Regions from separate parts of the Sus scrofa genome. Here all the other regions are linked to region 3. A link is a contact called in public Hi-C and HiChIP or PLAC-seq data. All regions are on one chromosome and are shown on one strand. Each heading gives the region's core, a stretch centred on a gene start, on an enhancer-like site or on the middle of the called end of the contact. The rest is flanking DNA. Distances are from core to core; before and after follow the strand shown. Region 1 has its middle 81 kb from the start of MN1. Region 2 holds the start of MN1 (transcriptional activator MN1). Region 3 has its middle 220 kb from the start of MN1.

Evidence for each region. A called contact is a pair of places that touch in the nucleus more often than the background predicts. HiChIP or PLAC-seq counts read pairs in DNA pulled down with a chosen protein or histone mark.
Region 1: a Hi-C map of skeletal muscle shows a contact between it and region 3, with 2.8 times the contacts expected there. The contact joins two enhancer-like sites. A contact is called at or near these places in 1 of 47 Hi-C or Micro-C datasets (skeletal muscle) and 1 of 2 datasets of contacts at active chromatin or transcription factors (skeletal muscle).
Region 2: a contact with region 3 is called in an H3K27ac HiChIP or PLAC-seq map of skeletal muscle, with 5 times the contacts expected there. The contact joins the promoter of MN1 here to the enhancer-like site in region 3. A contact is called at or near these places in 10 of 47 Hi-C or Micro-C datasets (embryonic fibroblasts, fetal heart ventricle, fetal skeletal muscle and 4 more) and 1 of 2 datasets of contacts at active chromatin or transcription factors (skeletal muscle).

What each region holds. Positions count from the first base shown.
Region 1 is chr14:45,059,574-45,063,778 of Sscrofa11.1, forward strand. No RefSeq gene overlaps it. Among named protein-coding and RNA genes, the nearest start is that of MN1, 81 kb to the right of the region's middle. Within about 2 kb of position 1,933, at least 1 of the 83 cell types and tissues checked has an H3K27ac peak or open chromatin away from gene starts, as enhancers often do. A contact at or near this core is called in skeletal muscle, where this site is marked.
Region 2 is chr14:45,140,902-45,145,452 of Sscrofa11.1, forward strand. MN1 (transcriptional activator MN1) reads right to left here and starts at 1,575. Exons shown (of 4, transcript XM_021072488.1): 1 at 1-1,575.
Region 3 is chr14:44,919,415-44,923,799 of Sscrofa11.1, forward strand. No RefSeq gene overlaps it. Among named protein-coding and RNA genes, the nearest start is that of MN1, 220 kb to the right of the region's middle. Within about 2 kb of position 2,542, at least 3 of the 83 cell types and tissues checked have an H3K27ac peak or open chromatin away from gene starts, as enhancers often do. A contact at or near this core is called in fetal skeletal muscle and skeletal muscle, where this site is marked.

The DNA.
Region 1 (4,205 bases), core at 683-3,182, 140 kb after region 3:
CACCCACAGTCCCAGGCTGCTTCTCCATTAACCCTGAAGCAGCTGGCCTGAGACCCTGGGGCCATGTCCGGGACACCCAACCCTGTGGGCACGTTTCTGTCTCTTTGCAGAACATTGTCCCTCTGAGGAGGTGTGCATGTTGGAATCTTATTTTCCCTGTGTTGGATCCTTTAGCACAGGGGCTGCAAGAGACAATTTTAATATAAATTAATTTGCATTAGATAAAATTAACATGTGATGGAACATGATGGAGGATAATGTGAAAAAAAGAATGTTTATATATGTATAACTGGGCCACTTTGCTGTACAGCAGAAATTGACAGAACATTGTAAATCAAATATAATAAAAAAATTTTTTTAATTAAAAATTCAGTTTCTCAGTCAAACAAGCCATATTTCAAGTGCTCAAAAGCCACATGTGCCTCATGGCTAAACTATTGGATAGCACAGGCCTGGAATATTCCTGGAAAGTTCTCCTTTGGAATAAGGTTCAACACACTTTTTCTCTAAAATCAGGTATTTTTGACTTTGTGGACCCTGTAGCCTCTGTCATAGCTACCCACCTCCTCCCCTTGTAGCACAAAACCAGTCATGGACAATATGTAAACAAATGGTCTTGCCGTGTTTCAATAAAACTTTATTTACAAAAACAGGCAGTGGGCCAGACTCTGCTCTGGGGACAGACTTTGCTGATTCCAGCTTTATCGGAAAACTTAAGGATCTTAGAAGGTTAGGGAAAATTAGAACACCATATAGGAGCTGTCAGGGGCTGGTGGGGAGTAAGGGGCTGGGCACAGAGGTCTCTGGGACCCCAATTCCCATTTTGGCCACGGCAGCTCCCATCTTCTGTGTTTTGCATATTGGGTTTCTGAGTAAGAATATAACTGTGGAAGCTCCCACTCCTTTTTAAGATTTCGCTGACTACTGCCTGTCAGTCTTGGAGTCAGAGTATTTTAGCCCCAATCAAGCAGCAGAATACAGGGCTAAAAGCACAGACTCTGGAGCCAGAAGAAGGATTTGAATACCAGCTCCAGCTGTGTGACTCTGAGACATTCGCTTTCCCTCTCCGTGCCTCAGTCACCTCCGCTGCAAAATGGGGTTAATGATAGGACACAAATGGCAGTTGTTAAGGGAATAAGACGAATTCATGCTAAATACCACCATGAACCATGCTAAGCATCTTGTGTTTGTTAAAGCAAAAGGATGTTGGAGTCTGTCTAGGACTACTTCCTCCCGCCTCAACGATTCCCTTCACAATCTTTACTGATGGAGACGCCAGGCCTTGAAGAAGGGGCCTCCTGGCCAAGTCATCACAAACAACCCTCTTTCCTTATCCCTGGAGCCAGTCCCGACAAAGATCAACAACTCAGCAGAACACCCCACCCTGTTCAGGAAGTGGCTCTGCTGTAGGAGCTGCCAATGTCCCATGTCCCCTGGCTGAGCTGGGGAAAGGAGAGGCCACCCTGCCCCAGACCTGGACCTGGCTTCCTTCGGCATCCCTATACCTCTCTCAGGCCTGGATCCTTCTCCCTGTTCCCCTAGAGCTGAAGGAGGCCCCACTCCAGGCCACACTGGTAGCCCAAGGCTCTGTCCCCGCAGATATTCCCCTGCCCATCCATCCCGGTGGCTTCTTGCCCCTGAGGATCCCTCACCCTCAATCAGTCATTCACTTAACGACTATTTATAGAACACCGAGTATGTGCCAGTTTGGCTCCCCAAGGCCACAGGGAAGAAGAGAAACACAGTCTGCCTTCATGGTGTTCCCATCTAGTTGAGGAGACGAGAAATAAACAAATAGAGATCATTTCACCTGGAGATCAGTTCAGAGAAGAAAACAATCTGGGCAGGTTGGGAGTGGATGTGGTCAGGGAAGCCTTCCTGGAGAAGGTGATAATTACACAGAAACCCAGGGGAGGAGAAGGAGCCAGATACTTGCTGATGTGGGTGAGGGATATTTCAGGCAGAGAGAAAAGCACAATGAGAACAGTCAGTGCCCTCAGCACACCTCTGTCCTGCCCGCTCAGTTGAAACCCTGCTTTGATCTGCAAATAAACTACAAGTTACTGTTCATCGACAGAGCCTGGTGGTTACCCTCTGAAGGCTACAGCTGCAGGGGTCTGGGTTCAAACCCTGCTTTGATCCCCTCCCTGCTGAGTGATCTCAGGCAAGGCCCCTCCCGAGCCACAGTTTCCTCACTGGAAAATGGAGAGGCTCATGCATCTGCCAGGGGCTTATAGTGAGGGTCAGAGTAAGGGTGTAAAGGGCTTAGCACAGTGCCTGCCACGGAGTGAGCGGAGTGAGCGCGCAGCCAGAATGAGCCGAGACAGAAAACCCATCACCCCTGACGCCAGGCCAGGCCTAATTATAGAGGCTCAGAGGTCACTTTTCAGCCCCTTGTGACTCAGGACCAGCACCAAGGAAGATTGGGCCACCCACCAAAAGGAGGTTCTCCCTGCGCTCACATGGTCTCTGGCGGACTCCTGTCTGAGAAGCCCAGGGGAGTGCCTCAGTTTCCCTGTCTGCGAAGTGGAGACACCAACAGAGCTCGCTACCCAGGCTCTGAGAAGATTCAGGGCCCAGGACTTTTGAGAAGGCTCTGTCAGCCTCCACAGCCCACCAACGTGCACACAAACATGAACTGTCATTTGGATAAATTTTCCTTTGAGGTTTTGTTTTCTTTAATTCAACAAATAGATGCTGAATCTCTTGGTGTGTGTCTGGCTCTGGGTTAAGTGCTGGGTGGACAAAAATGCCCACGACAGCCACCCAAAGGTTTACAGAGCCAATGAAGAGGGTCAGCAAGGTTGCAGGGGCATGTTTAACCTGCTCAAAGAACAAACTGGAGCTTCTAGAATGAACAAGCTTTTCCCTTTGTTCTTCTGCTGGTTTGTTTATTCAGCATCCTAGGAGCCAGGCCTTGGTGTCTGAAATCTGCTGAGGGGAGGTGGAGGGTCCCCTTCCCCAGCGCCAGTGTAGAACCCTCCGCGTGACTCTGGCCTCTAAGATCTGAGTTCACGTGCTGGATCTGGCCCTGACCCCCTGTGATACCTTGGGCGAGACATGTAGCCATGCTGTGCCCCAGTTTCTTCATCTATGACATAGGTGGTGGTACCACCAAATTCACTCTATTGAGGAGTTCCTGCTGTGGTGCAATGGGTTAAGGATCCAGTATGGTCTCTGCAGCAGTGCAGATTCGATCCCCGGCCTGGGAAATTTCACATGCTGCAAGCTCAGTCAAAGTAAAAAAAAAAAAAAAAGGTAAAAAACAAACAAAAAAAAATGCTCAGTCAGGCCTGTTTATGGGGTAATCACAATCACAGGGGTGCTCTGTATCCTGTAGGTGCCAACGGGAATTAGTGCTCTCGTTACTGTCTGGCTAGGGGATGATGGTGATTCCATCTCCAACATCACCCTAGCTCAAGAAGAGGATAGAGTTGTTGCTGGGAAGTGACTGATCAGTCTAGGACTACAGTTCCCAGCACCCCTTGCAGCTGGTGGGGTCATGTGACTAGTTCTGGCCAATAGACTACGAGAGAAAGTGGTGCACTTAATCTCAGGACTGATAGGGTTAATAAGTGGGTGTGTTTCCCAATCCTTTTTCCCAATCTGCCGCTGAATGGCATGGACTCCAAGCCACAGATTGAAGAGAGTAGAACCACAAGATAGAAGGAGGCTGGGTGCATGGAAGAGGGCCACTCAACCAGGAATGCCAGCTGTGGGCTGTAACATCAGCAAGAAAACAACTTCTATGGTGTTAAACCACAGAAGCATCAATTTTATGCATTAATGCATCCAGCATTGCCTTAACTATTACCTCCGCATTACACATGTAGTTTTTCAGTTGTATATACATTGTCTCCTTTAATGCTCAGCAAACTTCTGATGCCAATAATACACACTTCTAAAATTTTGAGCACTTAATTTGTGCCAAGCCTGGGACAATCTGGGCTAAGTCCTTTGCCCATAGTTTCTTCTTTGTCTTAACCACAATTCTATAAGGCAGACTCGCAGAATTATTGTTATTCCCACATTATAGATGAGGAAACAGAGATTCAGAAACATTCAGAAGCATGCCAGAGCCATCAGCTAATAAGTGGAAGTAGCTGGGTTAGAAACCTAGAGTCTGCATTCTTGGCTCTCCTTGCCCCTGTCACACCCTCCACCAAGAGAACCCAATAAGGTAACTATTACAAGGTCTGACTTGC
Region 2 (4,551 bases), core at 325-2,824, 220 kb after region 3:
CAAAAAGTTAAGTGGGGGGTAGGAGGCGGGAAGGGGGAGGGAGAGCAGAGCGATCACCTTTTTAAGTCCGATCGGGTTGGGTGGGGAGCCCCCGACTCTTCCCGAAGTCTCCCGGAGCCCGTGGAGGAGCTGCTAAGGGGCCGGACAGGAAGACCCTTCAAAGCCGCGGCTGGCGCGGGGGCACGGACAGTGCGGTCCCTCCCCCCCTCCCCCTGGAGTCCCGGCGCTCCGCAGCCCAAGCCTCAGCCAAGCAAGATCCGCTTGCACAGTCCCCGTCGGCCCGGAGCAGGCGGCTTCTGCTTCTTCACCGGGTCAGAGGACTGGAGACTCCGCTCGGCATCACCGGGTGCTGGTGCCCGAGCGGAGCGCTCAGCGGGGCTGAGGAGGCGGCGGGCACCAGAGGTTGAAACCGATGGCTGGGGGAAGGCGCGGCTCCCCTGTTCCGCCGCTGATGCGCTGGACCCGGTGCGCCGCTTCACGGCCACGTCCTCCGCCTGCCGATTCTGTCCTTTGCCGTTGGGTCTCTGAGTTCGCGGGGATCTCCGCCAACCGTTCCAGGCGCGGGTGGGTAGCGAGACGATGGTCGCTCCAAGCCTCGGGTTCCCTGCCTCCGCTCCGAGGTGCTTCGCAAGTCGCCCTCGGACCCGGGGAGGGGGGCGTACGCGGGTTTGGGGGGCCACGCTGGGCGAGCAGGCTAAGGCGATCCGGCTGCGCTCTCAGAACCCGGAATGGGAGGGGGCGGGGGCAGCTCTGGGGGGTCCTCGCACCCCTCTTCTGGCTGGCGGGGGGGCTCTGCGTGGGGCGTTCCGAGGGTCTCGGCTCCCCTTTCTGTGTCTGCCTCTCGCCCAGAGCCCGGAGAAGCAGCAACAAGTTTTGCATTTCAGCAATCAATTTCAGCCATTACATTTGCACCAATCAGCGCAGCCCAAGCTTCGGGCCCGGGGCGGGGCTCGCTCTTAAGGTGGTCCTGGGTGCTGACTGCCGAGGCCCCCGCCATGAACTCGCACTTCGCCTGCTCCGGGGTCCCCCGCACCGGTTAGCCTCCGGGTCTGGCGCCAGTGCGCTGCGGGCGCTCCCTGGCCTCCCCGAGCATCGGGATGGAGAGGGCGCAGGCGGAGAATGGCGGGAGCTGGGCTTTGTTCACCCCCCTTCCCACTCACCACAGTTCCCAACTCCCCACCCCCAACTGAAGCGAGACCTGCGGGGTGGGCAGGGGGCGGGGAGGTGGGCGGTAAGCGGTGCGGGGCGTTCAGACAATGGGGTCGCCAGGCAAAGCTCCTGGACTCGCCGTGGAAAGTCGCAGCTAAGTGTCGACTGCTCTTCAGCCCTGGAGCGAACCCTCGGCTCTCCACTGCTGTCTGCTTACTTGTGGCGCCCAAGTTAGCCGGCCCTTGGATTATCCTGGAGGTGAAAAGCAAATGGGGAACCCCTAAATTAGGGTTCTCCTCCAGAGATCGGGCGCTAGCTAGCTCCTCCCTTACTAGGGAGGGAGCAATTGTTCCCTATCTCCACTGTCTAGGGTTCCTGGTTCTCAGTGGCTGGCTTCCGCCGAGAACAGTAACCGTTCGGCCACTTTATGCGGGGCGGGGGGAGGGGTGCCTGTCGCGTGAGCCCAGCGCCGGAGCAGCGAGGCGGCCAGGAGCCTGGAGAAGACTAGCGCGCAGAGGGCGGCACTGACTGGCCGGAGCGCCCTAGTCCAGGCACCAGGGCCAAGGCCCAGGCCCTCTTCGGGCGCGAGGTTGGCCTCCTTAAGAGATCAATTAAACTGAAGAGGCCAAGGAACGGAATTGGGTTGTGATACCAAAATCAATAGGAGTAATTTAATATCTGCCCTGCTCTTTATGAAATATTTATCCCAATAATCTTAGTTAAAATGTTTAGATCTTCCTGATCCCCACTGAGGCTGCAATCTATCTTGCAATTAGAAGTTGGGAGTTAGAGATGATGGAGGGTAGAGGAAGTGTTTATTCTGTGTGCCTGCCTGTGTGTATTTTCCTCCCTAAAGCGTTTGTAGGGGAGGAAGGGGGAGAAAGGCCTTTAATTTTCCTTGCCATAAAATAGCACGAGGCGATTTTGCTAGCAGACCAGCTTTCTTAGGAGAAGGGGAGAAAAAAGGAACTTTCTTTGAAGTGCCCCTGATATCGCTATTAAATCTAAATAAAATTAAGCATGGTGTATAAAAATGCCTTTTCCCCCCACAAAAGAAAGTGTTTATCGCCCAAGTCTGTCTAGCGTTTGCTAAATTGTGCATGAAATCTGAAATGAAATAAACGTTATAATAAAACCAACCCCTGAGCCCTTTTTATTTAAAAACCTCAGATTAAGCACTCCACCATTCCTGGGCGGGGAGTTAAAAAGTTACCGCGGTTTAAGCGCGGATTCATCGCTCCCCAGAGTTACTGCTGGGAAGTCAGAAGCTGGGTGTTCCAGAACTCAAAATGCCGGGAAAATGGGCTCAATTTAGGGCAAGGGGAGGCGGGAAGCAGATTCCGAAGGGACTCCTGAAGAAAATAACCCCTACCCACTCCCCACCCACCACCCCTTTAAGAATAAAAATAAAAACTTGCAACTTGAAAACTCAGAGAATGGAAGCAAGTTCAGATCCAAAGGCCCTTCATGGGACCTCCCTGTTGAGGATGTCTACAGATATTTTTTTCTTTTTGAAATTAAAAATGAAAATTACCCCCACCAAAAATGGGGTCCATAAATAAGCATCTGGGAAGAACTATTTGTACAGGGCAGTGGAGTTTTAAAAGGATTTTTCTGCAGGATCAGGTTGTTGGTCTGTGATTAAATATTGATTTTGTGTAATTAGTTTTCATGTGAACTATCCTCTTGCTGATAGCTTAGAGGTTTCAGAACTAGAAAAGAAATGGAATTGGACATGGAAATTATTACTTAGCAAAGTGACAGGAAAGTGAGAGCTGGAGAAAAGACTGAAGCTTGGCTGATTTGGGCACAAAGAAATAAAGGGACTGGGTAGGCCTCTGGTGACACCCCTACCCCAGGGCAGGCCCCCAGGCCAGAGCAGGAGAGACCCAGAGCCCCTGGGTAGGAAGGGGATGGTAGAAGGAATGGTTGCCAGAAGGCAGACTCTGCAGGGGTAAAGCCATACGCAAAACTCATGACACCTGGTCTCATACCCGGCTGAGAGCTGTGGGTTCTGGGTTCTGCATGCCTCAGGGGGCACCTGAGTGAGGACCCTTATGTCTCTGTGTGTCTGGAGAGAATAGGGAAGGTTGGGGCCTGTCTGGAGCCCTGGGTGGGCCAGGGCAGTGGGAAGAATGGCCCGCAGACCGGCAGTCTGGGGAGACCTGGGTTGGAGGTGTGCTCTAGGCTGAGGCATGACTTCACAGGGTCTGGGTGGGGGTCCCCTGAACACCTGGGCAGGTTTCCTGTGGAATAATTCTGCACGTTCCAGGGAGGGGGTGTGGGAGTATTTTTCTGGGGCTGTTTCCAAGAGTTAAGCCTACAAGGTGTGTGAGAGTCTGAAAGGAGGGTGTGTTTGGGCCCGGCTGCTTTTCTGCTCAGGATGTGTGTCTGGTCACCTTTCCTTAACACCAAGAATGTTCTGAGGGAGAATGTGTGGCATGTGTCTGCATTTGTGTCTTTGCCCGTGTGTGGGGGTGGCAGGGCATCTGCATGTGTTTGTGTACAGGCCTGTGTGTGCCTGCGTACCTCTGTCCCTGGGGCATCTCCCCGAGTATCCCTAAAGAAGGTGTGCTGTCTGTCCCCCAGCCCCACACTGCTCTCTGTGGATGCCTCTGTGTTTGTACCTGTGTGTGCACAGCTGCCTCATACCTTGTGTGCCTGTGTCTCTGCTTACCTGTGTCTCTTTTCTCTGAGAGTGTGAGAGCCTGTGCCCATCTATGCCCGTGGACAGGCCGGCGTGTGCACCTCCGCGGTGTGGGCGCCCTGCGTGTGCCTATGTGTGCACTCCGCCTACCAGGGCCCGAAGCTTCTTTGGAACAGACACATTGCCCCCTAGCGCTCAGATGAATTCAAAGTCCCCGCCTGCCAGTGGCAGAGCCTGGAGCAACAGGAGCAACAGGAGCCTCAGGATCCAACCCCAGGCCCTTCCCTCTTCTTCCCCTTCCTTCAGCCTTTCCCTCCAGGGGCTCTGAGTGTGCTGGCACCAGTCAGAGGGGTCCTCCTGGGTAAAGGAAGGAAGAGATACAGCTGGACCCCAGTGCCAAAAAGGGGATGCTCCCAGCTGGTGCCAGGTGGGGAGCTGCCTGGAATGACCCCCAGGAGCTCTGGTCCAAAAGGGGACCCCAACGAGTGACCCCCCCCCCACTCCACAAAACACAAAACAACCCGCACTCAACACCTTTTCCCCAGTAGACACACAGCCTTCACCCTTGCTGATCAGGCCCCCCACACCAGTACACACACTTACACACACTCACACACACACACCCCAGGTGGACAGAGTTGTACCCTGGCTACTGGCTATTGAAGGCTCCCTCTGTGTTGGGCCAGGTGCTTTACCTCCTCACATTTCATCCTTGCAGCAACCTCTGACAGTTGGGACTGAACCCATTTTACAGG
Region 3 (4,385 bases), core at 1,292-3,791:
TCTAAATGCACATTCTCGGGCTTCACCCCTGACCTAAGGAAGCAGCAAGTCCTTGCTGGGAGTTGGTCCAGTCGTCTGTGTTTTAAAAAGCCCTCCAGGGCATTCACATACATGCCCACATTTGAGAATCACTGACTGATTTACACCCAACCTCTCTTTCAGCCTCTAGAGAAGGGGACTTGGCTTGCTCCACATGACCCTGAAAGAAGAGACAGTGGGGACCCTGGACCCAGGCTTCCACACTCCCAAGGGTGTGTGTGTAACCCTGGGCTGATGGTTGAGGCATCTGAGCCTCAATTTCTCTTCTGTAAAACTCAGGTAAGGATGCTGACCTGTGGTCAGGGTTAAATGAGGAAAACCTCTGGTACCCAGGAGATGCTGAATGAAGGCGAGCCCTTCCCTGGATCTCGCTACACCAGGGGCTGCTCCTTCCCACCTGCACAGAGGGGGACTCCCCAACATTCCTGGAAGCCACCTGCTGCAGGAAGGTGATCAGTCTTCCAGGGAACAGTGTCTGGAGCCCTAGCCCTCTGGCCTTGCCACTCTCTATATGCACGGCAGCTTTCCAGGCTTATCTTCACATCAGCATTGGTGTCAGGACTTGAACCCAGGTCCTTCTGGTTCCCTGACCTCCTGGGCTCTTTCTACCAGAGGGCTGAAGTTGGAAAAGAACAGATCTTCTCCAGGGAGGGTGCTCCTGGTGTTGTTGGACCCTGGAACAGGTGCGGCTGGAGGAGGAGTTCAGGGGAGGAGGGGTGCAGAGGAGGGAGGGGCAGGAAAAGGCTGAATTCAGTCTTTGTCAGGTGATCGGCCCAAGAAACATCCTCCTCTGGGTCTAATTTCCAGTGGAGACGGGATTGACAGAGCAGATCGGGGGTGGGGCTTCCCAAGTACCCAAGCCCAACCCAGCAGGGCTGAATTATTTCCACAGGAGACCGTGCTGACACAGGGACCCCAACACACACATCCCCATTGTCCTCCACCTCCTCCCAGGGGTCTCTGGGGCTGGCAGCTGCCCCAATGGAATGAGGTGGTTTGTGGCCGAGGGATAGAGGGGTTAACAGCCCCCGGAGGGTGCAGCTCACTCCACAGCACCCTAAAGTGACATGTAGAGAAACCAAGTCACGGGCACTGAAAGACTGCCAGCAAGATAGGGGTGACAATATGGCAGGCTGGGAATCCAGGCTTCTGGCCTCCAGTCTGCACTCCACTGAACACAGAAGCACTCTGTGTTTCTGAGCAAGTGGCTTCACTCCTCTGAGCCCTGGTGTCTTTGCCACATGAAAATGATGATGCTCCCCCACTGGCTTGATCTGAACCAGACCAGGATGGGGGTGACCTTTGATGATGGATTCCAACCCTGATCATGATGTGGGTCCCTCATTGCATTTCAGGAAGGTGGCTTGTTCGCCGCCATCCTTATGTGTCTCTGCTCTTGTTGAAAAGGAAGTTTTAACCAACTCTTCCATTGTCTTTGGATTCTCCCAGGAACAGGCCCCGAGGTGAGTAGTTTACTTTGTACGTGCCGGGAGCCCCTGGTTCAGGAGCCCCGGAATAAGCGGAGAAGAGGCAGCTGGAAAGGATATGTTGTCACCGGCTGGTACCACCCGGGCCTCCATCCCACTAGGGGGCGTTGGAGATTCTACAGACACAGGTCAAGAGGAACTGGGGTATTGATACACCAGCTCCTATCTGCAGGTGGTTGAGAGCCTCCCAGGGGTGTTCATTGCCAGCCCTTCTGTGCCTGTCCCTGCAGAGTGCAGAGCAAACTTGGGTGGCCAAGCAAACCCTCAGAAAAAGAGCTCTCGGTGCTGGCCATTGGATGGGGCTGGTGTGCCCAGAAATACTTAGGGTCAAGGGATGCAGGTGGGGTCCCACAATACAAGTCACAGCCTTCTTCCTTCCCCCATGCAGAGAAACGCTTTCTCTATTTCAAGACCAGCGCAGAGTACAACTTCCTCTGGGAAACCTCCAAATGCCCCTGGGAGAACAAGAATGCGCCTTCTTCCAGCAACTTTTGCTTGTCTACCACGAGCATTGCTTTCGTTCATTTGCCAGATGTTTCTTCAAAGGCAGCTGGGTGCCAGGCACCGCCTGGGCCTCTGATCGCGCTGCACCATCACCGGGCCTGACTTGCCTGTGAGCACTTGACCATGAGTCCTCTGCAAGGCAGGACCAGGTCATCTTGCTTTCGGCCTCCCCAGAGCCTAGCATGGAGTAAATACTCAGGAGATGTTGGCCATCAGGACTTCAAGGGAAAAGCACCTCTGATGGTACATTTGACTTGGTACAAAACCTGCTGCAATAAAACTTCTGAAGTAATAGCAATTCACAGGGGGTGCGAGTCGTGCGAGTCCCCCTGGAACATGTCCCCACCCGGATCTCTACCCGCCTTGCCCCAGGCGCTCCAAATGACACAGCCTGCATCCCCTTGGGAGCCCCTGGCACAGGAGGCATCTAAAATTAGACCTGCCCCTGCGGGGGCTTAAAATTAGAAGGGTTCGGCATTCCAAGGTGCCAACAGGTGCCGAGCAACAGTTCATGGACCAAAATAAATCGGTGGCAGACTGGGACTTAAAATTAGATGAACCCTCTCAGTTGAAACTGCTGTCAGCAGTGGGCAAGTTGTCTTCAACAAAAGATTGAGAGGAGGTAGTCCGCCCCCACTCCACCGCCCCCAGCGTCTGAACTTAGGAGTTGAAGGGAATCCACATGCCCTGAAAATCCACTTGGTGCCAAGCCTGTGTCGAGAGCCTGGCTTGAATTGTGCAGCCGGCTGTACACAGTGGCGTTGGGAAATAACTCTACCCTTATTATGATGCCACCTTGCAAATGACACCATGGAGCGTCAGTCCAGGGACTTGGCCCAAGGCGCCCAGAGGATAAAGCAGGCTTTGAGCCTCTGCTTCTCACTGGCTGCTTCTGGCTCATTTCAGGGAGCCAGACCATCCTCACCCACTTCTGGGAGGATCTCCATCCCACCAACCCTAGACCTCCCCAGGTAGCCTTTGTTGAGGTCATGTCACCTGCCCCGATCACACTGATTGGACAAAGTGATGGCATCTACCCCAGGGGGAGCTGTTCACTGGCTGGTCAGGGACTTCCGGGGGCTGGCTGAGAAGGATGAACTGGAACATTCAGGTCTCTCTGGGGAAGATGTGCAGGGAACAGTTTTCCTAAGAGGAGAAGATGGAGGAGACCCTACTGAGGAGAGAAAGGGATGGGGCAGCAGCACAGGGCAATGTGGCCACACAATGACTGTAGTTGACACTGGGGAGCAAAGGGACACATCACACTGCATTCTTCACATGTCCTTAGGAATTTCATCGCCTTTTAAGGACGAAAGTAACTGCTGACTGCAGAGGTCACCAAGTGACCTCAGACACAAAGACGAGGTCTGGGTTCCAAAGTCCTCCAGCCAAGTGTGTGCGCATTCACATGTGTGTGGGGGGGGGGGGGTGCGTGTGATTGGGCGTAGGTGTGCTAGAGGATGTGGGTGCCACCCAGGAGGGAGGCAACAGGGGATTCAGAGCATTCCTGGGCCTCAGTGCAGCTGCAGCGGGCATCCCACCCCTCTGGGCCATGTCATCCCCACCTGGGCTCAACTGGAAATTCTTATTGATATGGAGACAGAAAGGGCTTTCACGGCCTGGCTGCCATGGCCTGGCAGCTCTGTCCTCACCAGCTACTGGCCTGCCCTCTGTGCCACTGAACAAAACAATCCATTTTTGGGACAGCCACCTTGACTTTCAAATCCTGGACCCCGCAGAATGACCCTGAGCCAGCCCTAACCTCCTTGAACCTCAATTTCTCCATCAGTAATGTCTGAGAAATAATGGCTCCTTTTTTGCATAGGTGGTTCCTAAGAAATAAAACCATGAAGTCATTGTTGAAGAATTCTCAGTTTCTTTGAATCTCTAAGACAAACGTTGTACGAGGGATCCAGTGTTCTGCTTTTTCACTCAACCACAGATACTCTGCATGACTTCTGGCAAGTCCCTTATACTCTCTGAGCCATCAGTGTTTCCAGTTCTATAATGAAAGTGTGGTCCAGATTCATTCATTCTTTCCTAATATATACTATCATGTCCTGCACTTGACATGATAGGAGCAGATGTAAATGAGACAAAGAAAGTCATGGTGGCATCTTGGAAGGCTTCCTGGAAGAAGAGGTGTCTGGCTGACTCCTTTCTTTCTTGAGAGATGGCAAGAATTTGGCAAGAAAGGGGTCCACCTCGAGGGGTCCCCAGGTCTGTTTGTCAAGTGGCTCATGAAGCCCAGAGAGTGCAAGTGTGTGAACATCTGCACGGACCTGTGTAGACAGGCAGGTCAGACCCCCACCAGAAGGCAGGTTTCCACAGGCCCAGAGACGACGTCTCAGGGAA